2 separate regions of the Sus scrofa genome follow, and region 2 is linked to region 1. Evidence: chromatin contacts called from public Hi-C data. All regions are on one chromosome and are shown on one strand. The core of a region is the stretch at or near the end of the contact, and the rest is flanking DNA. Distances in the headings are between cores, read along the strand shown.

Evidence for each region. A called contact is a pair of places that touch in the nucleus more often than the background predicts.
Region 2: a contact with region 1 is called in a Hi-C map of mesenteric adipose tissue, with 1.7 times the contacts expected there. The contact joins two enhancer-like sites. A contact is called at or near these places in 1 of 5 promoter capture datasets (fetal skeletal muscle), 30 of 47 Hi-C or Micro-C datasets (adipose tissue, alveolar macrophages, blood and 15 more) and 2 of 2 datasets of contacts at active chromatin or transcription factors (alveolar macrophages and skeletal muscle).

Annotation. Positions count from the first base shown.
Region 1 is chr14:30,912,260-30,915,994 of Sscrofa11.1, forward strand. TMEM120B (transmembrane protein 120B) reads right to left here. Exons shown (of 13, transcript XM_021073234.1): 6 at 2,191-2,256; 7 at 1,622-1,683; 8 at 143-235. Among named protein-coding and RNA genes, the nearest start is that of RHOF, 18 kb to the left of the region's middle. Within about 2 kb of position 1,977, at least 5 of the 83 cell types and tissues checked have an H3K27ac peak or open chromatin away from gene starts, as enhancers often do. A contact at or near this core is called in mesenteric adipose tissue, where this site is marked.
Region 2 is chr14:30,975,755-30,979,500 of Sscrofa11.1, forward strand. No RefSeq gene overlaps it. Among named protein-coding and RNA genes, the nearest start is that of MORN3, 14 kb to the right of the region's middle. Within about 2 kb of position 2,272, at least 56 of the 83 cell types and tissues checked have an H3K27ac peak or open chromatin away from gene starts, as enhancers often do. A contact at or near this core is called in mesenteric adipose tissue, where this site is marked.

The sequences.
Region 1 (3,735 bases), core at 727-3,226:
GGTGAGGTCAGCAGGCCTGGCTTTGCATGTCTTGTTAGGTTCTTACTGGCACCCGCTCCCAGTAAGGCGCACAGGGGGCAAGGTTCCGGGGAGCAGGGAGGGCTGGTGCTTGTTCCTCCACCCCCCAGGCCAGGCTACTCACCCACTGTGAGGTCCAAGTGATTCCTCTCCCCCAGCGCCCGCAGCCGGTAAAGGCAGCCCCTCTGGTAATAATACTGCAGGAACTGGACACAGCCTGCAGGGGGAGCACAGCACCCGCCTCAGGGACTAGAGCACCCAGCGAAACTGCCACTGCAGGCCAGTTTGTCCTCACTGCCCAGAGGGTCCGGGGTAGGGTGCCCGTGCCTGGGTACAACCCCCCCCCCCACACACACACACTACAACCCCCACCACACACACGTCTGAACCAGCTTTCTCAGGCACCCCCAACACACACACACACACACACACACACACACACACACAGTACAACCCCCACCACACACACACATCTGAACCAGCTTTCTAAGGCACCCCCAACACACACACACACACATACACACACACACACACACACACACACACGGTACAACCCCCACCACACACACGTCTGAACCAGTTTTCTCCCTTATCCATAATACAAAGACAGCTCAGGTTATCTGAGAATCCAACTAGGCCCCAACTAGGCTAGAAACTTCCAGAGCTTCCCTAGACATGCAGTATGCACTCAATGGATGCTTGCTGGAATGGGGGCACCATGCTGGGAGCTGTGTGCAATGCTGAGTTGGGGCCTAGTTGAATTCTCAGATAACCTGAGCTGTCTTTGTATAATGATGCATTAAAGAGACAGTTCTATACAGTGGGGTACTTTGTAGTCATTAAAAATGAGAAGGCAGAATTCTGTGCGTTGACATGGAAAAATGCCCACGATACTTGTTAAAAGAATATAAACTAGGTTATAAACAAAGCTATGTAGAGGGACCCGGTGTTTAAAGATCATACGCAATGTAGTATATGTGTATATAAGTATTTATGAATAAAAATGTTTGAAAGGACATAGATTTAATAACACTCTAAGGGTGGGATTACCCATAATTTTCCATCTTGGCTTATAAGTCTGTCTGTGAGCAGGGTTTTATTTAAAAACTAAATGGCATTTTTTTGAATATTTAAAGGGACCAAACAGGTACTCCGTGAAAAGCAAATCCCTCTCTCTCTCCTTGTCTGCAACCATCCAATCTCTGCTTCCCAGAGGTAACCCCTTATTGTAAATAAATCTGGAGCAATTAATTCTTAAAGGAGAAAAATAACATAAATTTCCATTTTAAGGAAAACAAAATTAGTGCCCCCACTACCTTCGGTCCCTAAAGGGTGCAACTAGGGAAGAAAAAGACAGTGACCAGAGCTCCAGGGAGTGGCAGTGGATCAGACCATTCCTCTCCTGGGGCTGGGGGCTGGGCAGGAGGATGGAGTTGATGGGGTGGGGGTGGGAAGATGGCTCTTTCTGGACTTCTGGGACCCCCCTGGGCCAACCAGGGACCTCCCCCAGTCTCATGCCCCACACAGGATACACCCTTCACCCAACAGCCTCCAGTGAAAGCCATGAGTGCCCCTCCCCCCAGTCTGAGCAAGAGACACTCACTCTGAAAGATGGAGAACGCTAAAAACTGATTTCGAAACTTCTGATAAATTAGTCCGTTAGGCCTGCAGAAAAGTGGGGGAAGAGTGAAGCCGAGCCCTGCTGTGAAAGCATTCCTTCATCCCACCCTGTCTCTGTTTCAACCAAGAGAGAAAAAAAGATGTTCCATCCAATTTCGACCTTCCTTATCACGTCTCTGGGGCTGGACCAGGTGATTTCCATCATTGCTTTAATCAATTTTAGAACCAGGAGAGCTCATGCAGGCATTTTAAAGCCTAAATTCCCACTGATTTCCCTCCCACCTCGGCAGTCACAGACCTGTGTCTATTCTGTCCAGACTTGTTCCCTGTCACCTCTGCCCTGCTAGCAGGCAGACAGGACATTCCTCAGAAAACTCCCAGCTGGCCTGGGGTCTCCCTGCAGATCCACTGTAAGCTCACACTTTCCTTCTTGGTCCAAAAGTCAGCTCCCAAGGCCCTGGCATCTGGGCCCCCTTGCCTACCACCAGTCCCCATTCACAGGCTCCCTAGAAGGGTGAACAGAGGCCCTGGGGCACAGCAGGAGACACTTACCAGGTCAGCATCACTCCAGACAGGAATGTGGACACGTAGTGATGAGACACCCACCAGCCTTTGATTCTTGAGAGAAGAGAAGGAAATGAGGTGGGGAGAGAAACGCAGGCATCCCCCTGCTTGCCAGCCTGTGTGTATGGAAGGGTGCTCTGTGGCCCAGAGACAGCTTCTTGGAGCAAGAAAGACACCCAAGCCATGACTCTTCCCCTCTGTCCTATTAGATGCACAATCACACAGAGACCCAGAGAGGCACTCGGGCCTCCAGCAGCTTCTCACTACCCTCAAAACACATCCCTAACCTCACAGTGAGTCCAGGTCCCGCCTCCCTGTCCCCCAACCTTGCCCCCTGCCTAAGATGCTCCTGGCATCCTCTTTCTTGAATCCACCAAGCCCACTGCCACCTCAGGGCCTGTTATGGGCTGAAATGTGTCCCTCCAAATTCCAATGTTGAAGTCCTAACACTAGTACTTCAAAATGTGACTGTAATTAGAGACAGAGCCTTTGAAGAGGTAGTTAAGGTTAAATGAGCCCCTAAAGGTGGGGCCCTAATCTGACAGGGAGGGGATTCTGAAAAGAGACACCAGGGGTACGCAGGCTCATAGGGAAAAGGCCCTGTGAAGTGGGCATGTGCAGTGGCCATCTGCAAGCCAAGGAATGACCTCAGGAGAAACCAACCCCTGCTGGCACCTTGATCTTGCACTTCAAGCCTCCAGAATTGTGAGAAAAATTTATGTTGTTCAAGTCCCCTTGTCTGTGGTGTTTTGTCATGGTAACCTGAGCAGATTAACAGGGCCTTCGAACTTGCTGTTCTCTCTGCTTTAAGACCTAGGCCTGCCTGGCTCCTGGACCAGTTTTGGACCAACTGCTACTTCCTCCAAGAGGCCTTCCCTGACCACCTTGTCTAAAACAACCAGACAACCCCACTCTGGCTCACATTACCCTACTTCTTCACCATGCTCATCACTACCTGAAATTATTTTCTCATTTGTTTTGTAAACTCTCTTCCCCACTCAAAAGAGCAGGGATTGTCTGTTCACTGATGTATCTGTTCATTGATACATCAGGGTAGGTGTTCAACAAGCATGTTGAAACAACACAGAACATGCACACATGTACGCATGTGTGACATGTATGTCACCCCACCCAGAGGCAGAGACACAACAGACTGTAGACGCAGCGTCTCTCTGGGAACCCCATGCCCTGGGCTGCTCCTCTACAACAGGCCCTCACCCTGTACTCACTGGTCCCATCCAAAGCTGTGGGGACCTTGTTGTCAGAACCCAGGATCCCCCAGCTCAAGGCCCTTCCTCCACAGCAGAGCAGGGAGCTTGGCAGTCATCCCCTCCCCAGTGTCCCTTTATTCTTCAAAGTTGCTGAGACTGTCTCCGGCCTCTGCTGGCCTCCCCCACCCCTCTCCAGGAACTAAGTTATCAGGATGTGACGATCTGCTCTGCCAAATACCCCCTGGGAGCAGCCAGACTCCCTCCTCCCAGGGACAGAGAGGTAGAGACTGCAGGATGCCCAAGGCATCCACGTGGGAGAAAC
Region 2 (3,746 bases), core at 1,022-3,521, 64 kb after region 1:
TACCATCTTACACCAGCCAGAATGGCCACGATTAAAAAATCTAAAAACAGCAAGTGCTGGAGAGTGTGTGGAGAAAAAGGAACCCTATCACACTGTTGGTGCAAATATAAATTGGTGCAACCACTGCGGAAAACAGTATGGAGATTCCTCAGAAAACTCAAAATAGAATTACTATTTGATCCAGCAATCCCATTCCTGGGCATCTATTCAGAGAAAACCATGACTCGAAAAGACAAATGTACTCCAATATTCATTGCAGCGCTATATACAATAGCCAAGACATAGAAACAACCTAAATGTCCATCGACAGAGGAGTGGCTAAAGAAGATGTGGTACATATACACTATGGAATATTAGCCATTTAAAGGAACAAAATACCGGCATTTTTAGCAACATGGATGGACATAGAAATTATCATGCTAAGTGAAGTCAGTCAGACAATGAGACACCAACATCAAATGCTATCACTTACATGCGGAATCTAAAAAATGGACACAATGGGAGTTCTCGTGGTGGCGCAGTGGAAACGAATCCAGCTAGGAACCAGATGGCGGGTTCGATCCAAGGCCTCGCTCAGTGGGTTACAGATCCGGCATTGCTGTGACCTGTGGTGTAGGTCGCAGACGCAGCTTGGATCTGGCGTTGCTGTAGCTATAGCGTAGGCTGGCGACTACAGCTCAGATTCAACCCCTAGCCTGGGAACGTATATATGCCATGGGTATGGCCCTAAAAAGAGTCTCTGTACTCACTTTACACCATCCCGTCTACCTCCAAGAACTTACCCAGGTTACTCCTATGCCTGAACCCTGCAGTCCTTCCCGAGTGTGATTTCATCAAGGGCAGGGGTTGAATCTTATTCACCTTTGAATCTCCAGCATCCAGCACAGTGTACATACAAAAAAGATAACATGTTTTCCACATGTATCTACGGAATTAAGTTGGTGAAGTGACACATGGGACTTTCAAAACATCTATAATTTTACATCACAAAATCACATTTGCCTCTAGGCAGACTTGTTTCTTTTTTGGCTCTTATTCAACATATTTTCCTAAAGATTTCCTGTCTAAGGAGTTCCTGTTGTGGCACAGCAGAAATGAATCAGACTAGGAACCATGAGGTTTCAGGTTCAATCCTTGGCCTCACTCAGTGGGTTAAGGATCTGGCATTACAGTAAGCTGTGGGGTAGGCTGCAGATATGACTCGGATCCCAAGTTGCTGTGGCTGTGGTGTAGATTGGGAGCCGTAGCTCCAATTGGACCCCTAGCCTGGGAACCTCCATATGCCGTGGGTGCGGCCCTAAAAAGACAAAAAATAAATTATTAAAAAAATATATATTTCCTAAGATTTCTCACTAGGTCATACCTTTCTGTGTGTGAGACTCTGTACTCTATTTTTTTTTAGTAACACTTGTTTTCAACCTGGACATTGAAAGTCCTGAAGTTTTTTTAGAAATATAAGAATTCACGGGGCAAAAAAAAAAACTTAGGGAACTCCTCTTTTTCCCTAAAAACTTTACTTAAGACACACATAAAAGAATAATCTTGTAAAACCTTTTTAAAATCGAAAATTAAGTTCCCTGTGATCACCTCTTGGCTCTGCAGCAGGGTATTAGGGACAGTCCCCAAATACTGCTTTCCACTCAGCTACACTTGCCTTTACCGCATTTTCTCCCTCCGCCCTTTGGCTTGGGAACACCATCCCGCCCACTTCCGGCAGAGACAACCACGACGCAGGCGCAACTCCCCAACCTTCAGGTCGAGTGCTGAAGTATGCGCATGTGCACGAGGGGGCAGGGCTGGTTAATTGCGCGGGAGAATGTAGGTCCAAGGAACTCACGCGACTGTCTCCGCCCATCTAAATAGGCGGGCGGAGCCAAACGTCTCCTAAAGGTTCAGGCTACGCACGCGCACTGAGTGCAGGAGCGTGGCCTAGACCAAAGGTAAGCCTCTACGCATGCTCATTTAAATAAGGCAAGCAGCTTCTTACGTCAGCTCCTTAGCCCGCCTCCTTTCTCTCGGGTTTACCCCCCTTTGACATTTAAAGGGCTGGGGAGCCCCTTTTCGCCAACTTGCTTTTTTTTTTTTTTTTTAATTAAGTATTTATTGAGAGCCTACAGTGTGCCAGGCCCAGCTTACATTGTACTTTATGTGCATTTTTCAGTTTTCCCTTGGTAATAATTACGTTAATTTTTTTTTTTTTTAGTGCCACACCCATGGCATATGGAGGTTCCCAAGCTGGGAGTGGATAGGAGCTGTAGCTGCAGCCCTACGCCACAGCCACAGCAACTCGGGATCCAAGCCAATCTGCGACCTCCACCACAGTTCATGGCAATGCAGGATCCCTAATCCACTGAGCGAGACTAGGGATCAAAACCACAACCTGGAGTTCCCGTCGTGGCGCAGTGGTTAACGAATCCGACTAGGAACCATGAGGTTGCGGGTTCGGTCCCTGCCCTTGCTCAGTGGGTTAATGATCCGGCGTTGCCGTGAGCTGTGGTGTGAGTTGCAGACGCGGCTCGGATCCCGCGTTGCTGTGGCTCTGGCGTAGGCCGGTGGCTACAGCTCCGATTCAACCCCTAGCCTGGGAACCTCCATATGCCGCGGGAGCGGCCCAAGAAATAGCAACAACAACAACAACAACAAAAGACAAAAAAGACAAAAGACAAAAAAAAAAAAAAAAACCACAACCTCATGATTAGTAGTCGGATTCGTTTCTGCTGCGCCACAACGGTAACTCCAATATGTATATTTTTGAGTAAAGTTCTTCTCTTGGCCCCACTTGTATCATTTACTACTTTTGATGCTCTTCTCCAAAATAGGAGGAGATGCAGTGTTCTGAGCAGGTCTTCCTGGATCAAGAGGTCTGAGACTGAATCCATTTCTTTGCTCTTTTGCTCTGTGTCTTGCATAACTTTTGTGAATGTAAGCATTTGCATTTTGTTTGTTTGTTTTAGGCCTCGTCTGTGGCATTTGGAGATTCCCAGGCCAGCTGCAGCCGCTGGCCTACACCCCAGCCGCAAAACACAAGGTCCGAGGATCTTGCAACATTAGATCCGAGCAGTGTCTGCGATCTACACCACAGCTCATGGCAATGCCAGATCCTTAACCCAGTGGTCAAGGCCAGGGATTAAACCTGCAACCTCATAGATACTAGTCATGTTCATTATTGCTGAGCCATGATGGGAACTCCATTTTTAGAGATTTTTTAAAATGAAGATAGGCTAACTACCCACCTCATAGGATTGGTTTGAAAAAAAGTATGGAGGAGTTCCTGTCGTGGCTCATCGATCAATGAATCTGAGTAGTATCCATGAGGTTTCGGGTTCAATCCCTGGCCTTGCTCATTGAGTTAAGGATCTGGCATTTTCATGAGCTGTGGTGTAGGTGACAGAAGAGTCTTAGATCTTGCATTGCTGTGGCTGTGGCATAGGCTGGCAGCTGTATCTCCAATTTGACCCCTAGCCTGGGAATCTCCATATGCCCCGTGTTCGGCCCTAAAAAGACAAAAAAAAAAAAAAAAAAAAAAAAAAAAAAGGTATGGAAAGTACCAAGTACTGTGGCTCTTGCCAGCTATCTAGTAAATAAATAGCAATCATTAAGTGGAATTTGTCAGAAAATAGTTTTATAGTTTCTGTAACGTAATCCCAGGTGGTCCTTCAGGAGGATTTACCTAATTGCCATGATGGCTAGCAGTTGTCATGGTGCCTCTTTCTCCACAGTGTTGCCATTTTTCTAGTCTAGACAGT